3 separate regions of the Mus musculus genome follow, and all the other regions are linked to region 3. The links are chromatin contacts, called in public promoter capture Hi-C maps. All regions are on one chromosome and are shown on one strand. Each heading gives the region's core, a stretch centred on a gene start, on an enhancer-like site or on the middle of the called end of the contact. The rest is flanking DNA. Distances are from core to core; before and after follow the strand shown.

What was found. Capture Hi-C pulls out chosen DNA fragments and counts their contacts.
Region 1: a contact with region 3 is called in a promoter capture Hi-C map of pancreatic islet. The contact joins two enhancer-like sites. A contact is called at or near these places in 14 of 39 promoter capture datasets (the 3T3-L1 cell line, 3T3-L1-derived adipocytes, the C10 cell line and 8 more), 15 of 484 Hi-C or Micro-C datasets (CD8 T cells, the G1E-ER4 cell line, the HPC-7 cell line and 9 more), 10 of 115 datasets of contacts at active chromatin or transcription factors (the HPC-7 cell line, T-cell acute lymphoblastic leukemia, bone marrow-derived macrophages and 5 more) and 4 of 9 other capture datasets (adipose tissue, embryonic stem cells, liver and 1 more).
Region 2: a contact with region 3 is called in a promoter capture Hi-C map of pancreatic islet. The contact joins two enhancer-like sites. A contact is called at or near these places in 2 of 39 promoter capture datasets (cranial neural crest and embryonic stem cells), 2 of 484 Hi-C or Micro-C datasets (the N1E-115 cell line and nephron progenitors), 2 of 115 datasets of contacts at active chromatin or transcription factors (embryonic hindbrain and neural tube) and 3 of 9 other capture datasets (adipose tissue, liver and pancreatic islet).

Annotation. Positions count from the first base shown.
Region 1 is chr4:149,067,838-149,070,537 of GRCm38.p6, forward strand. The region is part of intron 2 of Pex14 (peroxisomal biogenesis factor 14); the gene reads right to left. Among named protein-coding and RNA genes, the nearest start is that of Gm46722, 29 kb to the right of the region's middle. Within about 2 kb of position 1,399, at least 10 of the 459 cell types and tissues checked have an H3K27ac peak or open chromatin away from gene starts, as enhancers often do. A contact at or near this core is called in pancreatic islet, where this site is marked.
Region 2 is chr4:148,819,106-148,821,805 of GRCm38.p6, forward strand. All of the region lies in intron 1 of Casz1 (castor zinc finger 1), which reads left to right. Among named protein-coding and RNA genes, the nearest start is that of Casz1, 16 kb to the left of the region's middle. Within about 2 kb of position 1,271, at least 32 of the 459 cell types and tissues checked have an H3K27ac peak or open chromatin away from gene starts, as enhancers often do. A contact at or near this core is called in pancreatic islet, where this site is marked.
Region 3 is chr4:148,946,876-148,949,575 of GRCm38.p6, forward strand. Casz1 (castor zinc finger 1) reads left to right here. Exons shown (of 21, transcript NM_001159344.1): 18 at 115-286; 19 at 1,649-1,800; 20 at 1,918-2,059. It overlaps Gm13205 (predicted gene 13205), which reads right to left. Exons shown (of 3, transcript NR_154553.1): 2 at 1,892-2,032; 3 at 614-1,030. Among named protein-coding and RNA genes, the nearest start is that of Gm13205, 4.1 kb to the right of the region's middle. Within about 2 kb of position 1,261, at least 33 of the 459 cell types and tissues checked have an H3K27ac peak or open chromatin away from gene starts, as enhancers often do. A contact at or near this core is called in pancreatic islet, where this site is marked.

The DNA of each region.
Region 1 (2,700 bases), core at 149-2,648, 120 kb after region 3:
ACCTTTCCTTTGAGTATGGGCCCGCAGACTGCAGTTCCCAGACATCTTTCTCTGGAATAAACCCTACCCACAACACACCCTCCACCTTTCTAAAGCAAATCCAGAGCCTACAGACAGCACAAAGCCACTGGCTGTGTGCACCCTCTGGGTCCCTCGCTCACTCATGTGTGTCTCATGCAGAGTGAGAGCAGCCTTCTCAGTTCACGATCACTACACATGGCACTCAGTTCTTGTTAGAAGTTTCTTTTTGGGGCTGGTGAGATGGCTCAGCAGCTAAGAGCACCAACTGTTCTTCCGCGGGTCCTGAGTTCAAATCCCAGCAACCACCCGTAATGAGATCTGACGCCCTCTTCTGGTGTATCTGAAGACAGCTACAGAGTACTTATGTATAATAATAAATAAATAAAAATATATTTTAAAAAAAGAAGATTCTTTTTACACTGATCTTCACAGAACAGATCACTCTTGCAGACTCCTCCTCCCACATTTGCCTCACCTGTTTATATCATACTCAATGACACAGCACTGCTCAATAACAAGCACACTTGGCAGCGGGGTAGGATCTGGCCAACTGATGCACAGTGCACGTCGGGAACAATGTGGGAGCGGCTGTCCAGGCCGCCTCATGGGAATCCTGGCCAGGTGGGGACGTTCTAGAGGCCTGAAAGGCAAACTGGTCAGTTACAGCAAGCAGCAGCTCTCAACCTTCCTAACGCTGCCACCCTTTAATACAGTCTCTCATGTTGTGGTGACCCCCACCCATAAAATTATTTTCAGTGCTACTTCATAACTGTGTTTTTGCTACTGTTATGAAATATACTGTAGATATCTGTGTTTTCTGATGGTCTTGGGCAACCCCTGTAAAAGGGTCATTTGACCCCCAAAGGGGTCATGACTCATGGGTGGAGAGCCACTGAGTTACAGGCTGTCAAAAAAGCTCTTGACACTTATAAAGAAAAACATGTTAAGGGGTACCCTACTCTATTTCACAAGAGATCTGGAACAGCTCTCTGAAGTCCGCACAGAGCCAGTGAAAAGGTACTAGCCCAGCATGAAAGACCTGAGTTTGAATTCCACAAGTATGCCAGCGAAGCCTAAATAAATAAATAAATAAATGTGAAACAATAATTTTTTTAATGTACATGCAAAAGCCAGGCATGATGGGAAACTGAGGCAAGAGGATCCCAAGTCCAAGGCCAGTTCAAGGCCAGCCTGGACTAGTGAGACCCTATCTAAAAAAAAAAGAACATAAACAGAGAAGCTGGAACAAAAGGAGACTACGGAAGAGGGAAGCACTGTTGTGTGAATGTTTATTCCCCCTCTCCACAGCCATCTCCAGTGAAGTGTGACAGAAAATGAAACCATTTATACACACACGTAACTTGCAAGCTGGATTCTGTCGGCAACTAAGCTCACGGCTACCACAAGGCTAGAAAAAGAGGCCCTAAGCCAGAGATGCTCTCGGTGTGTGTCTAGCTGAGTCAGGGCTGACCTCAGGGAGCGAGAGGCCTCCTGAAAGATCCCTTGGTGAAAGGGACATCAGCCACCTGAGCTTACCCTGAGACTGCGAGCAGGAGCTGCAGCCCCGGTGGCTTCCAGGCAACGAGTCACAAAGGTGGCAGTGCAAGGGTCTTCTTCCCTGAGAAGAAGTGTGAACTGAGGTGAGAAGAAGGCAATTCACCTCACACACGCTCCACTGGGGGCCATGTGTTAGCGCCTCTCTGCTCCAACTGTCAAAGGTGCCCCCAGATAGATTTACCTCAGAATCACTCAGTGTCAGCCCATCTCGAGACTGCTCGGACAAACTCGTAATGGCAGAGAGAAGATTTGTGGAGCAACAAGCATAAATCTTGGTTATAACTACAAACCATAAAAGAAAGGAGAGCTGGGAGGGAAGAGGGAAGGGCGGCAGACACGTCCTTCTCCCAAGCACCACTTTATCTTCCAGCAGCTCTGCACCACGCACCCAGGATTAACTAGGGGACATATTTTTCAAGCCCAATCAGTCTGTGCAGTTTGACAATGGGCTCAAACATTTTAAATGGAAATTACTCTGGAAATGTGGGGCACATGGCTATCCTAAGAACAGCATGGGCAATGCTCTTCAGAGGACCACGGGGGTTCCAAGTTTGCCCCAGGAACACCCACCCTGTAGGCCACACTAAAAGATGTTTATACAGGAACAATTTTTCAAGCTAGATAATGATCAATTTTAAGCAAAGAAAAGCATTTTGGAATGTTCCCTCTGTCCCAGTAAGAGGTGTGGATTCCATCTTCATCAGCACTGCTGGGTCAGCTGAGAAACTCAGCCTACACCTCCAGGAGCAAGGGAGCCACCAGGCTTCCTTCCAAAAGAATGACATCGTGGGGACTTAAAAACAGGCCTCCCTCAATCAGTGTGCTCAGAAAAAAAGGCATACAAGCACTCCAGCCTTGGATCCTCCACCTCCAAAATAAAAGCAGGGTTCAGTGATCTGCAGGGCAGTGTCCTGCTTCCAGGAGCCACCGGAACACAAAGGAGAGCCACCGAAAAGCCAGGAAGCCTAAGCATAAACAAAGGTGAGTGCTGTCTCTGCCGGCTCTAATTAGTACCCCTAAGAGTTTCCATTCAGCTAATAATTATTTGTAAAAGAATACCTCCACACTGAGAACAGCCAGCTCCCCACCCACCCGTGAGAGGGAGCAACTGAAGCCTCTCAG
Region 2 (2,700 bases), core at 21-2,520, 130 kb before region 3:
GAAACTGTTAAAAGAGGTACAAGGAAGGACATTGACCCTGAACTTAATTATTATGACATACTCTTTCACGCCATCATACCTGGTGTCTTTCCATCCAGGATTTTTTCCTTTGGTCACTGTGTCTATGTATAGAATGTGTATTTTAAATAATCGTGATCTATGGTCTAAGTGGAGACCCTGGATGAGGTCAGAATGAGCTGCGGCCAGAGCTGGGTGGTTGACTCTCTGTAAACCTGCGTGTGATGCTCAGCCATCCTACCAGTCAGTCACAAGACTCTTGAACTAGAGGCTAGAGAAGCAAGCCGGGCCACTGGGCGGGCAAGCGGGCCCTGCGTGCTCTCTGGGGTTGGTTTTGCCTGCTCGCTTCACTGGTAGAATATCCCTTTTAACTCCCTTCCCTCTTGCTTTTGACAAATGGGCATATTTGTACCATTTTCCCGAATGACCTTCTCGCCTTGGGGTAATGAGAAAATGAAGGTCTTAGCTAAGTGCTTTGAGATATTCAGATATAAAAGCGGAGAACGCGTGTTGTCGTGGGCCTTTTGCTGCCAGGGTGCTTTATAGAGAGAGGAAGTGCAGCTTCGGGGGTGAAGGTCGGCTGAAGGATGAGGGCCAGCCGCAGGACCTGTGTCTCTCTGGGTGCAAGGGCAGGAGAGTTCGGGGCCTGGCAAGGTTTGGGTGGGGCTCCGGACCATCTTCCAGGTACGCTTCCCAAGGCCAGGCACCCACAGACAAGGTGATCTGGGTCGCTCAGGCAAAGCCCCCAGCCTGGGTTTAGCTCTTGTGGATACATGATCTGATTTAAAGATATTCCCCTGTGCCGTCATAGCGTCCTCCCGTGATAACGCAGGGAATAAATCCTGCCTCGCCTATGCAAATAGCTATCTCGAGGATGATTTTGAAACATAGAAAAATATTTATTATATGTATTGGAGAAAATGCCCCTCCCTCTGAATGTCCAGTGTTCTGACGGCCACCAGAGAAACTCTATGAAAAAGCTTGAAAGATGTCCCCGAAATGACAGCATTAAAAGGGGGGGGGCACAGAGGACTCAGGCTGATTTGTTTTTTTATTTCATAACATTTTATTTAAATTCCCCCTATGATTAACAGCCAACAAAGCTGAAGTGCCAGCCCAGCGGGGAGCCCTGGCAAGGGTGGGGGGCGGGGCCGCGCCCCAAGAGGGCGCCTGCACCCACGGCCCCCGCAGGGCTCTGAGCTCACCGGCTCTGCCAGCAAAGCAGACCTATGAGCTCTCGGGAACCGAGGCGGATCGGTGACTCAGAACTCCGTGTTGTGCTCTCTTCAACAATAGCTTTTGTCCTTTGCCCAAAACCCTGGGCCAGTGTGTGAAAAAAAAATTAGAAAATTATGAGATAGTTTGTTCTTTCCTTACCAGCTGGTGCCAGCACTGGGTGCTTTATTTATTCAAGGTGGGGAGGCAGGGAAGGCAGGGTGGAGGTGAGGGAGAAGGAAAAAGAAAAACAAGGTAGAAACTCGGACAAGGCCCAAGAAAGGTCTACACCTCCACAACAAACTTTCTTTGTTTCATAGTGGGGAGGGAAAAAAATAAGGAAAAAAATGTAGAAGGCTTGTTGGAACTGAATACGGCTCCCTGCATGGCATCCACGCATGGGACTGCCCCTGTTCAGTCCCACTACCTCAGTCTTGTGTTTGTGGAGCAGGGAACTGATAGAAAGACAGAGCCCCCCACAGGGGCCCAGATAGAAAGACAGCAGGCAGCTGGACAGCTGGGGGAGCGAGGATGACCCAGTGGTGGCTGATGCTCTGACCGATGGTGCCTAACAGTCAGTAGCCTGGCTCCTCACTACCAGCTGCGTTTTGTTTTCCTGAGAGCCAGGAAGATGTCTCCATTGGTGAAGCACTTGGTTTGAAAGTACAAGAATCTGGATTCAAATCTCTAAAACCTAGATTTTAAAAAAAGGTGAGCAGGGCAGTGCGTACTTGTAACCCCAGCACCGGGGAGGCAGAGACGGAAGGATCCTGGGGGCTCTGGAGCTAGGCAATAGCTCTGGGTTCAGTGAGAGATCTGGTCCCACAAATAGGGCAGATATATAGATAAAGAAAGATGTGGAACATTGACCTCTGGCCTCCACAAACACTATTGAATGTGTGCCTGCATATACACGTACTACACACACACACACACACACACACACACACACACACACACACACGCTCATGCAACTCTTCCTGGGGTCTCTGCTACTGTATCATTTGGAATCTCGAACAGCATGTAGATCAGCATCAAGCCCAATGTGGCCTTATTTTATTATTGAAATTTTATTTATTTTTATTTTATGTATATGAGTGTTTGCCTGAATGTTTTTTTGTTTTTTTGTTTGTTTGTTTTGGTTTTCCGAGACAGGGTTTCTCTGTATAGTCCTGGCTGTCCTGGAACTCACTCTGTAGACCAGGCTGGCCTCAAACTCAGAAATCCACCTGCCTCTGCCTCCCGAGTGCTGGGATTAAAGGCGTGCGCCACCACACCCGGCTTGTTTGCCTGAATGTATGTATATGAATTGTATATATCCCAGTGTCTACAGAGATCAGAAGAAGGCATTGGATTTCCTGGAAATGGAGTTACGGATGGTTGTGAGCCACCATGTGACTGCTGGGAATTGAACCTAGGTGTTCTGGAAACGCAGTCAGTGCTCATAACGACTAAGCCACCTTACCC
Region 3 (2,700 bases), core at 11-2,510:
GAGCATGGAAGAACACAAGTGCAGAGAAACTTCCATGGCCCAGAGACAAGCAGGAGCTCACAGATGTTCCTGCCTGGCCTGACGCACATACGTATGCCTTGCCTCCCTCCGCAGCACTGTGAGTTCCGGATGCGTGGACACTACCACTGCCTCCGGACGGGCTGCTACTTTGTCACCAACATCACCACCAAACTTCCATGGCATATAAAGAAGCATGAGAAGGCTGAACGACGGGCAGCCAACGGGTTCAAATACTTCACCAAGCGCGAGGAGTGCGGAAGACTAGGTACTGAGGCCAAGGGTGGGCAGGGACTTCCAGTAGGCCCGGGCCACCTTTCCAGGTACTGCTGCCACCATCCCAGCCCCATGACCCGTGAACGATATCACAGACGTCATCTGCCAAGTGTTGTCTGACAAGTTGTAAAACATCAGAGCCCATACGTCCCAGAGGGACAGCGAGGGCGGCCCCAAGAATCATCCCCACCCCAAGGCAACACCCTGGGGCCATACCCTGCATCCTCGGCTCTGCTTCTCTTGCTTCCCCGAGTGGACAGATAAGACTCGGACGTCCTGTGAGCCCTTTAGTTTTGAGGGTTTTGTCCACAACGAGCTGTTTGCCATTTCAGTTATTTATTTACTTTGTAAAGCCTTTAGCACATGCTTACAAAAACTGAGGTACGTGAGGTGCCAGAGACGGAGGCTCCGGGTGCTTCTGAGCTTGGCAGCGGGTGTCTTTCGATGCCTCTCGGATACCTTCCTGCTCTGGCCCTATAGAGAAGAGCCTCAGGCCCACAGGCAGAGGCAAATTTAGGCGCAGGGCAAGCTTCTATAGACCTGCAGATGTGGGGCAGAATTTTCCTAGGAATGGACCGGAAGCTGGAAGATAGGGAAGGGCGGGTGGATAGATGTGGTGTCTACCGGGCAGGCCTCTCCTGGTCATGTGCTCACGGTGGTAGGGGCCTTTGGAGTTCCTGGAGGTTGCTGTCACCTCCAGTCTGGGCCCTCCGTAGACGGCTGAGACAGTCCAGAACTGCCAGAAGAGAAAGAAAACAACCCTTTCCTTTAAGTGTTAGTTTAAGAGAGGATCCCTGGCTCGAGGAGGGCCGGTAACCACAGCAGCAGGTGCCCACACCTGGTGGCCTCTGCTGTGCTGGGCTTGGCTTTCAGCTGTCAGGGGACTTGTTCTTTACTCAACAGTTTGGTGGCTTTGGTAGTAGCTGGGGCCAAACAAAGCTGGGAGGTGACATAAGACACCTGGCCAGCCCGGTACCATGGCAACGGGCAGGCCCTCGCCTGCCCTGCCTGCCCTGAGCTGTTGCCTGTTTAGGTCCTGCCTGCTCTGTTTGTTCTCAGCCTAGGAGGGCGGAGGCAGGCTGGAGGCCGGCTGACCAGCAATCTGAACAAGGTGGCTGGCTGAGAGAGGTCCTTTCTTGAAGGTCCCTTGGCCACGGATCTGTGACTTCTCAGGGAGGAGTGTATAGAACAAGCCAAAGGGGAGGCCAGGGATTAGCCAGCCAGGCAGACTTGGCTTCCTGGAATGAGCTAGTTAGAGGTATTCCCCCGGATGCCACCTGCCTATGTGGCACGTCACCTCTGTGCCCAGCACACTATCTGGGGAAGCTCATGGCTGCTGTGTTCACACCCACAGGCTGCAAGTACAACCAGGTGAACAGCCACTTCCACTGCATCCGGGAAGGTTGTCAGTTCTCCTTTCTCCTCAAGCACCAGATGACCTCGCATGCCCGGAAGCACATGCGGAGGATGCTGGGGAAGAACTTTGACCGAGTGCCCCCATCCCAGGTGAGAGCCCCCCACGTGGCTCAACGGTCCTTCCTCTTAGGTGCAGGGCCCCATGTTACCCATAATGCCCAAGGAAGCCGTGGGCTACTACCTTAGGGCCCCTCTCCTTTCTTCCAGGGTCCCCCGAGCCTAATGGATGCCGAGACAGACGAGGGCATGGACTATACAGGCTGTAGCCCTGGAGCGGCGTCCTCAGAGTCTTCCACCATGGACCGTAGCTGTTCCAGCACCCCTGTGGGCAATGAGAGCACAGCTGCAGGTGAGTGGCCCAGGCCCAGCCGAGTCGTGCTTGGGACACAGGTTGAGAGTCAAGCGGCCTCCAAGGAGGCCAAGGTGGAATGCAGCAGACAAGCTTGTACAACGTTGGGCATTGAGGCCTCTCCTCTGGCCATTCTGCCCACATCTCTGCTGCTCTCCCTCCCCCAGATCACTTCAGTTTCCCCAGAGAGGGACCAGGGCTTGTCCCATTAGCCCCAGAGAAAGCACCAGAGCCCCTGTACCAGCCTCCTCATGGCCTCAGTCCCAGCCTCCATCCAGAACCCAGAGCGGGGACCCCCCCCTCAGAGGTTCCTGCCTCCCTGCCGTGTCCTCTGAAAGGCCCTCCCACCATGACCTCTGCCCACACTGCACCAAGCAGCCTCTCTCCTTCCCCCCCTTCTTCCTTGCTGAACCTCTCTGCTCATCTGTCCACATATTTCCATACTGCACTTGCCATTGGGTTTCTCATTTGGGTTTTTGTTTTTGTTTGTTTGTTTGTTTGTTCTTTTTTTCTCTGCTTCTCTTCATCCTCTCCAGGCTGCCCGGTTCCTCCTCCTCCTCCTCTTCCTCCTCCTGCTGCGGCTGGTGACGAGGCTGCTCGTGGGGCTGCACCGCCCACCCTGACTCCATCCTTCCCACCGG